Linked DNA regions of Hordeum vulgare: all the other regions are linked to region 3. Evidence: chromatin contacts called from public Hi-C data. All regions are on one chromosome and are shown on one strand. The core of a region is the stretch at or near the end of the contact, and the rest is flanking DNA. Distances in the headings are between cores, read along the strand shown.

Region 1 (3,269 bases), core at 458-2,957, 250 kb before region 3:
CTTCAAAATGATTTGGTTGAGCATGTGAACTCATCAACCAATAGATGTATCAGATCTTTTTATTTGTATTTGTGCCAATCTTAAATTCATTTGGTTGTAAGCTATGATATTTTAATTTGCTTGTAAATTGTAAGATCTTTATTTGGTTGTACATTATATATTGTGTTGTGAAACTATATGACGTTTTATTTGTATTTATACAATGTCAAAAACTTGGGCAAAAACTAGCTTGGCAGACCAAATGGGCCACATGGTTGGGTGCACTGCCATGAAATCCGCAAACGAGACAGGACGCCGCGCAAACTCTTTTTGTGCGGTAACGGTATATATCTCAGACCACTAGTTTTTCTATGTGATTCATACTAGGTATGGTCCACATATATGTATATTCTGTGTATTGGTATCTTAATTGCTACTATTGTTGTTTAGTCTCTGAGTTTGATGAGTCCCGTAGTACTTTTTTCAGTGTAGTGCGCTTGCCACAACACTGTTGTTTCTCTCTCTCCTAAAAAATTGAGACTTTTTAATCTTAGAAAATTTAAGTCACTCATAACTTTTAAAATATAATTTTGTTTGTGAAATAATTTATATATTTAAACTCATGGTGCGAAGACCTTCAAAGCTAGATCAATCTTGGATAGTTTTCAAACACAAACAAATTTAAGGTTTCACATTTCATATGTGAAATAAACCCATTTCACTAGTAAAGTGTGACTTGTGAAGTTGGTGACTTGTAAATGTGTAACAATTTATTTTAAAATAGTGAATATGTATTTGAAAAGGATGTTCTTTTTGTCAGACAAGATAGTGAAATGTGAAATGTGGGTTCTAGAATATGTTATTATGAAGAAAGACATAGTAAGTGAAATATGTTATCATGAAATATGATTAAAAATGCGTGAGACAAGTTATTTATGAAATCTCTTTTGAAATGAGTGCAATATGTTTGAGTAACATATGTTATATAAAATAACTGAAATCTGTTTTAGAGTGTGGAATCTGATTTAAAATGAATGAGCTATTAGAAAATATTTTTTGAATGAGTGGAGTATGTGATTATGATTTTTGTTTTTGAAATTAATGAAATATTTTATATGAAAAATGTTATATGAAATGAGTGAAATATATTTTGAAATATGTGAAATTTGTTTTAAAATGAGTGAAATATGTTATTATGAGTGAAATATATTACCATGACATATGTGAGATGTGTTAAATTAATATTTTAAACTCGTTCAAAATATATTCAAAACTGGTCTTGTTTTAAAGGTCTATCAACCATGAATTCAAATATGTAAATTGTTTCACAAATGATTTTTTGTTAAAATGATATAAGCAAAATAAATGTAAGTTTTAGTTGGAGAGAGCATCTCTGTGCATGCAATACTTCTCTTCTTACTCTCTCAACAACAACAAAAAGTTGTAGGTGTGGACCCCTTTCTATTTGTATTGCTATGTATTCTCGAAACAAAACGATTTACTCTTTATATTAAACAGTGCGAGACTAATATTAGGATTGCAACGAGTAGATGCGGATCTGCACGATGAGGTACAGTGCAATTTCTTCCGGACACCGCCCCTTCGATCGACTCAAACAGACACAAGACAGATCAAACTGTGTCTGTTGGCCGAGTTGCCTTCAACGCCGTTGCTGGGAGCAGGTGTCCATTTGCTTTGCATGGGAGCTCCTATCACACGCTCTTTGTGTTAAATTGGCGCCATTACACACATGGTAGCCCCGGTTGGGCAGGTCCATGTAGTGAAGTTGCCCCTACTGCAGGGAGCCAGTTCAATAGAACACGTTACTTTAGTGAGCCGGTATTGTATCTTTTTCTTCGGCAAACAAGAATAATTCATTTTTATAAGTGAATATTATTTTTAAATATATTATTCTAAAATCAAACATTTAAAAAATTGAGTGTATTTTCAAATTCTGCATAATTTTTTAAACTGGAAGGTTTAAATTCCTAACATACAGAGGAAACATAAACATTTCTTTGAAATTAAGTATTTTTTAGGAAATATAAACATTTATTTACTTTTTTTAAATGTATATTTTTTTACTAAAATGCAAACTATTTTAAACTGTGAACATTTTTGTAAATATGGTTTTCCATTATTCTGAAAACCTAATTTGAATTTTCTTAAATGAAAATATTTTTGAATTGTGATTTTTTTGGAAACTTGAACCTTTTTTGAAATTGCAATATGTTGAACAATTTTTGAACCACAAACAATTTTCAAAATGTATGTGCATTTTTTAATTTTTGAAAAAAAAGAAAATAGGAAAAAAATGTTGAAATATATAAATATAAATAAACTGGTAAAGCAAAATAAAAAAAAATAAGGATTCTTCTAGAAAGTTTCTAAACCAGAATCTTGTAGAAGTAGTAGCTACGTGGCTTAAATGGCCAACCACTAATTAGATGTACTTGTCTCCGGTGTGAAACGGCGAATTTGCGCCATGTCTTGCTAGTTGCGCATACCTAGGGCATACCCTATTTGACACGCGTTAGCGTCAAAACGGTGTGCTTTCGCTAAGGATTGGCTCTGGTTGGGCCGGCCCACGTACGAGTTTGGCGTTTTGCCGTTTGATTCGCTCGCTGAACATGGTATTGAAGATCAAAGAGAGAGAAGAAGTCATCTAGCTACTAGCTATGGACCCGTAGGTCTGTGATGAAACTACTCACACATCATCGGAGGGGCAATGGAGTTGATGTAGATGCCCTCCGTGATCAATTCCCTCTTCGGCAGATTACCGAAAAAGGCTTCCAGATTGGATCTCTCGGGAACAGAGGCTCCCGGCGGCGTAAAAGTATCCTCGTGGCTCTTTTTGATGTTTTTGGAATATTTGAGAATTTATAAGCCAAGAATTATGGTTAGGAGACCTGTAGGGGGCCCACAAGACACGGGGCGCGGCCACCCCCAGGGCACGCCCTGCAGGCTTGTGGCCTCCCGACAACTTCCTTGCCCCCTACTCCAAGTCTGTTGTTTGTCTTCTGGTCCAGAAAAAATCTTTTCTAAGATTTTATTCCGTGTGGACTCCGTTTAATATTCCTTATGTGCAATATTCACAAACGTGGAAAAAACAGAAACTGGCACTAGGCTCTTGGTTAATAGGTTAGTCCCAAAAATAATGTAAAACAATATATTAATGCATATAAAACATCCAAAACATATAATATAATAGCATGGAACAATAAAAAATTATAGATACATTGGAGACGTATCAAGCACCACTCACTATTTCTCATTCCGCATTAACTTGA
Region 2 (3,164 bases), core at 301-2,800, 160 kb before region 3:
CAGTCCGTCTCTTCTCTCCAGTGCTTATGCCTGTGGAGAAGAAGAAGATGGAGATGGAGATGGAGTGGACTAGAACTGGGCGCCCTCGAAGGTCTGGCCGAACTGCCAGCCGGCGGGCGCGGCGGCGTTGCTGGTGACGGTGCGGCCGTCGCTGGAGGTGACCCTGAAGGAGAGGCACTGGCCGTCCAGGAAGGTGTTGCTCTGCCAGTTCATGCCCCAGTTGCGGGACATGGCCTGCCAGCCGGTGCGCGTGCCCTTGATGGACACGGAGCGCGCGTCGCCGGCGCCGGCCACGTTGGTCACCAGCACCAGGTTGAAGTAGGAGTGGCCGTTGATGGTGAACCGGATGCCCCCCTTCTTCACGCACGGCACCCTGCTCGATCAATTCAACACGCGACGCGTCAGTGAGAAGAGGTAACATGCACACGGTGAGAGTGAAGTTGCGACATTAAAAGGCACGGCACAGCACATGCGCTGCACTGTAGGCGGCAGTGCTCCAGTGGAGTGGTAGCCGTGCCTATCGGTGTGCACCGTATCAAATCTGCAGCGTGGCCCCATCGAAACTTATGGACCGAACCGACCGCGGTCCCCGGCGTATCTTCATTCTTCAAGCCGACCGACGCCGCTCGTGCCCGGTCAATCAATCCATCGGTTTGGAGTGCACGATAACACGGGTACGGTAAAAAAAAATAAAAGCTCTGTTCTCACCTTCTGTAGGAGACGGGTACGATGCCGGCGCGGTACTGCGCGATGTGGAGGAAGGCCGGCTCGGCCATGTCGAAGTGGGGGCGCGGCGGGTTGCACCAGCCGCCGTCGTCGCTGGGGAGGCCGTAGTTGGGCGGGCAGAAGTTGGTGGCGGTCACCATGATGGACCCCGGCCGGCACGAGCTGCCGGCGTTGTCGCAGCGCAGCTCGTAGCACGACCCGCACGCCGCGCCGTCGTTGAACAGCGCCGTGCTCAGCGCCGCCGTGTTCGTGCCGTACCCAGTGCTGTACAGGTTACCGTACCCGCACGCCCCGCCTGCATGCAAAAACCCAACGAACAGCGTGAGCGTCTGTGTGTGTGACAGGCGTTGACACATTGAGTTCAGCTAGCAGCTGCAGCTGGCTGCCGGGGACTCACCCATCGTGCCGGAGGCGTCGCCGCCGCCGTAGAAGGTGGCATGGGCGCTCTGCCACCCGCCGTAGCCGCCGGCCGCGGCCTGTCGTGCGAGGAGGCACAAGGAGGAGAAGACGAAGAAGAGAGCGCCGGCAGCGGCCATTGCTGGGAGGGAGGGAGGGAGCTTCCTTGTATCCTCAGCAAGCTAGCTTAGCTTTCGAGGGATATGGTGTCTAAAGCTAGCTAGCTAGACTCGAAATGGCTGGTTGGCAGTGAGGAGCTACTTCCTCCCAGCCGGGGTATTTATAGCCAAAGTAAAGCTCAGTGCCGGTGGCGGTTGGGTTGCAATTGCAAGCTCGATCGGGGCCGTGCAGGTTATCAACACTTCTTCTAGATTTGGTGAGTGAGAAAGAGAAGAAGGAGAAGGAGAAGAAGGAAATGAGGAGTAGATTGAAGGCCGGCTCTGACGTGCGGGGTGACCACGGCCACGGAGGCGCGCGGCAGTTAATACATACAAATCAGGCGCACATGCGAGTGTCCTCGGCATCGGGCGCGGCGTACGTAACGGGCACCAACCGCTTGCCCGGCCGAGCGCGTGTGTGACTTGTGGTGCGAGTCGCCGTGGGGTCCGGGGGCGCCCTACCCTCCACATGCCTCTCACCGGCTGCTGAGCTGAGCCTAGCTAGGACCAGGACTCGGCCGTGAAAGAGGCCATGGATGCAGAGCATGCATGCAGAGCGTGCCTTAACTCCGTGGAACTCATGGGCGGCAAGGCGGTCGAGCAGATGTGTCCACCATCACCATGCATGGCATGCATGGCCGTGTGTGCCAGGGCCGGACCGCCGGAGGGAGGCAAGGGAGGGGAATCCGGTCATGTTCCGAGTCATGGTGCTCGGCCGCGCGGCATGGGGTGTGTCTGCTACTAGATACTCACTCATGATCGGCGTGTAACGGCGCAAGTGCATGCCGACCTTGCCCAACTTGACTGCATGCATGGTCCAGGAACGCTGCATGTGTTGGCCCGTTCGGTGAACGGGTTGTTGCAGTGGGAAGCTGACAAGGAGTAATTAGGCGATTTCAGTTACATCCTTTCTTACTACTCCTACATTTGCACATTGGAGTGAGTGAAGGTTTACTGATATGATAGCTGGGCTCAGGGTCGGCCAGCCAAACCTGGTTTACACTCTTCCAAGCGTACTGCTAATCTTGGGTTACTTACTTGGTCCTGCCGGAGAGTACGCTGGACCATCGGATACAAAAAGGAAAGCGTGGATTTGTCGGGGCGCAACGCGCATCAGCACATGAAGCTGCTCCCAATGCATGACGGATATGTAAGCGAATGAACCAACGTAGTACGTGCCACCCACACGAAGGGAATCATGCATCCATGCACGCACGCACGCACGCATGGTCCAGCGATTAGCAAGTTACCAGCACACTACCGGCTGCAATGATTAGCGCACGCTTTAAGGTTGATGCTCAATTAAGGTTTGAACAGGCAAGACTTTCCGGTGGGCTCCTGGGCCTGGAGCGCACATGGTGAGTTGGTGACTACTCACATGCTCAGTCGCTCACGTGAACGGGACGGACACGTAACATGGCTCGGCCCTGCATGGGCGAGAGCGAGGCCTGAACAGTGCACGTAAATCCAACAACAGCTTTCAGACAGGCCTTTGCATGCTACCCTGCTCATGCATGCATGCATGGCGGAGCCTCTCGTGTTTTCTAATTTTTCATCCATGGGCGAAACGATTCTTGGAAATTTTCTGTGCTGACCCTTGCATCGTCGCCTACTCGCCTCGCCTGCAAAGGCTAACATGGCACCGCCGCGCGTCGCCGGTGTCACCTGCTCTGCACGGCCATCAGTTTCAGAAAGCAACGGTTCCCGAGGCCAGCGCCTTGCCGCCGGAGTCAGGCCCCACGCCATGTTAGTTGCACATGGCCGCCCGGGCCTTCCGGCCGGCTACTCCCCCGTCCGTCACTGACCAGCCACCCCGTTGGTTGGCATCCCTCTTGGACCCGTCACGCTCCGACCAGTCAGTTGTGGTGCTCGCTCCTCCACCCG
Region 3 (2,909 bases), core at 135-2,634:
ATGTGCATATTTACTTTCGCGAGAGGCATGATCGTGCCTTTTAAAAATGAAAAATGTGTTCTTTTAGAGGCACGGTTTTGTTTTCGCGAAAGGCATAAATTTGCTTTCAGGAGAGGCATCCTCGGAAAAAATGCATTTTATATTTTTTTCCTTTCGCGAGAGGCATGGTTTTTGCTTCCACAAGAGGCATGGATTTGCTTTTACGAGAGGCATAGTCGTGCCTCTCAAAAACGAAAAAAAAGTTTGTTTTTTTCATGAGAGACCAAGGTTTTAAATTGCCGGCTATTGGATTTAGCGCCTGGCTTTTTCATTGAGCTATTTGGGACTATAGCTGGGCTATTTGAGGCTATAGCGGGCTATAGCGGCAAGATTGTGAAGGAAAGCAAAATAGATGAACACTGCAGAAACAACAATATGCTATAGCTGTTAATAGCCGGCAATTTAAAACCTTGTGAGAGACAGTTTTGCTTCCGTGAGAGGCATGGATTTGTTTTCGCGAGAGGCACGGTCATGCCTGTCAAAAATAGAAATCACGTTTTTTATATTTTTTTTTCTCTATTGTGAGAGGCATGTTTTTTCCGTCAGTTCCTTTGATAACAATTTTTTTTAGCATCTAGTTATAAAGATGAGGGATTCCAATGATGAAAATGGTTCGAGATTTGAACGCACATCTTAAAAGATAAAATGTTTTAAAAATAACGGATCTATGAAAAAAGATAAAACTCTTAGGTTGCGACAAGTGATAGACATTCAATGCGCCACTTGTCGCAACATGGTGGTCTTTAAAAATAATACTTTTTAATTAATGATTTACACACAAAAGATGGATGTGCAAATTGGAGAAAATTTATACGTTTCGTCGTCCAAGTTTCTGGCGCACTATGATTTAGTCCCGCTAATCGAGAAACACTACAATACAGTTTCAGTACATGCGAACACGTAACACTTTAGTCTCCTTTTACATAACACTCTACGGTCCGATGTTACGTATTATATAGCATGTATAAAAAACGTATTGTTTCCATCTTTCGCGAGTCTCCTCCGGTGCCGAGTTGACGAGTCAACTTAGTCCAGTGCTTCTCCAGCAGCCAATTCACAGAAAGTTAAACCTTTACAAAAAGAAATTGGACTAAGAGAAGACCGCCCGCGTGCCTAACTCTCTCCAGGACTTAGGAGTTAGGACTGTCTGGCAGCAAACCAACGCATCATCCAGCCTGCCTTGACCCCCAAGTCTCCTGCTGGTCTACGGCTCGCAGTCCACGCACCGCGCATCCGTTGCGTTCAGACCGAGCGTTCATGGCATTGTCGCCTTCTCGCCTTCACTTCTTGCACGGGACATTCGGAAAGCTCCAACTGCTGTCCACACACATGTCACATGACAATGCATGCATGTCGCGTTTCGAAACACAACCGTCACACACCCGCGGGTTCCCGGCACGCACCTCTCGGCCATTGCTCCAACGACCGCCCTACCTCGCCAGTCGTCGCCTCTCCCCACATATACACGCGCTCTACCAGTCCACCCTGAGCCACGCCTGCCCGAGACCGCAGTTCACCTGAAGATCACATACTACTGCTTGTCAATCTTTGCTACAGGCAGTTGGCGTCGATGGCTCCTGCTCTTGCTGTGAACAGGGGCGCCCGCGCGGCCGCGCCGGCGCTGCTCCTCGTAGCGGCTCTGCTGGTGGCGGCGCGGGGCGCGAGCGCGGCGCTGTCGTGCTCCACGGTGTACAGCAGGCTGACGCCGTGCGCCGGGTACGCGCAGAACGGCGGGGCGGTGCCGCAGGCGTGCTGCTCTGGGATCAGGACGCTCAAGTCCGAGGCGCGCACCAAGGCCGACATCCGCGCCGCCTGCGCCTGCCTCAAGACCCTCGCGGCCGCCGCGGCGGGCGGGCCGGCCCTCGGCCGCGCCGCGGGGCTGCCCGGCAGGTGCGGCGTCAGCCTGCCCTTCAGGATCGATCCCAACGTCAACTGCAACGCGTACGTGACAACAAAACCGGCGAGGCATGTAGAGTTTCCGAGACCTTCGTTTTTATTAACCCGGGCGTTTTTGTGTTGTGCATGCAGGATATAAATTGGGTACGCGACTCTACGGCGTGCGGAACACGGTCGTGATGCCAGAATGCCCGTGCGATGTTGTTTCGATCGACTTGTGTGTGTGAGAGAGATACTGATACATAAACCGTTCTGCTGTTCGCACGCACCCCGCAGATTATACGGTAGTACTCCTTCAATACATACGCGTATTATTTCTCTTCCGTTTATTTAGATACGAATGTATGTAGACATATGTGTTAATAACGAATAAACGCATAATATGTTGTACGTCCGACCGCTACATGTTTTCCGGTTTTGTAAAGGGAGCCGGTGTATGATGAGGTGGAAATACGTATTCCCTCTATGAATAATACTCCTAGTTGGATTATGACTGTCATGTCCGATTATCTCAACAACAATCATGTTCCTACGTTCCCATACGAAACGCAGAACAGTGACTTTTGAAGAATTACATCATATAGTATGGCTAAATCAGTAAACAGCAAGCATGTATATGTACGGTACGCCTAAATCGATGTGTCTTCGATGGGTCTCGCATGATTCAGTTAGGATTCGGTCAGGGGTTGTCTTTGATGAATCCACTGGGTTTCAGTCTTCGTTCGTCTATGTAAGTGTATCTTTCAGGTCGGATACTTCTGATCTATGTTTATCTTCATTGACGATGGTTGCCGATTCCGGTGCAAGGGAGGGATGATGATGACAACGCGCCTCCTACTCATTTCAGTGCTTGTAGTCGTCGTTAGATAGCCTACGGGTTTGAATGTAATTTCTTTATTATCTTTGATGTTTATTATACTATCACAACTGATAATGAATAGATCTTAAGTTTTCCCGTAAAATAATATTTCCTC

What was found. A called contact is a pair of places that touch in the nucleus more often than the background predicts.
Region 1: a contact with region 3 is called in a Hi-C map of leaf, with 3 times the contacts expected there. The contact joins the enhancer-like site here to the promoter of LOC123414009 in region 3. A contact is called at or near these places in 5 of 6 Hi-C or Micro-C datasets (leaf, seedling and an unstated tissue).
Region 2: a contact with region 3 is called in a Hi-C map of seedling, with 2.7 times the contacts expected there. The contact joins the promoter of LOC123444697 here to the promoter of LOC123414009 in region 3. A contact is called at or near these places in 2 of 6 Hi-C or Micro-C datasets (leaf and seedling).

Annotation. Positions count from the first base shown.
Region 1 is chr1H:453,901,024-453,904,292 of MorexV3_pseudomolecules_assembly, reverse strand. No RefSeq gene overlaps it. Among protein-coding and RNA genes, the nearest start is that of LOC123444706, 14 kb to the left of the region's middle. Within about 2 kb of position 1,707, at least 2 of the 3 cell types and tissues checked have open chromatin away from gene starts, as enhancers often do. A contact at or near this core is called in leaf, where this site is marked.
Region 2 is chr1H:453,811,847-453,815,010 of MorexV3_pseudomolecules_assembly, reverse strand. It overlaps LOC123444697 (expansin-A4), which reads right to left and starts at 1,550. Exons shown (of 3, transcript XM_045121509.1): 1 at 1,124-1,550; 2 at 709-1,021; 3 at 1-373. The coding sequence starts at 1,262. The coding sequence ends at 70.
Region 3 is chr1H:453,653,610-453,656,518 of MorexV3_pseudomolecules_assembly, reverse strand. It overlaps LOC123414009 (non-specific lipid-transfer protein 1-like), which reads left to right and starts at 1,384. Exons shown (of 1, transcript XM_045106631.1): 1 at 1,384-2,425. The coding sequence starts at 1,610. The coding sequence ends at 2,074.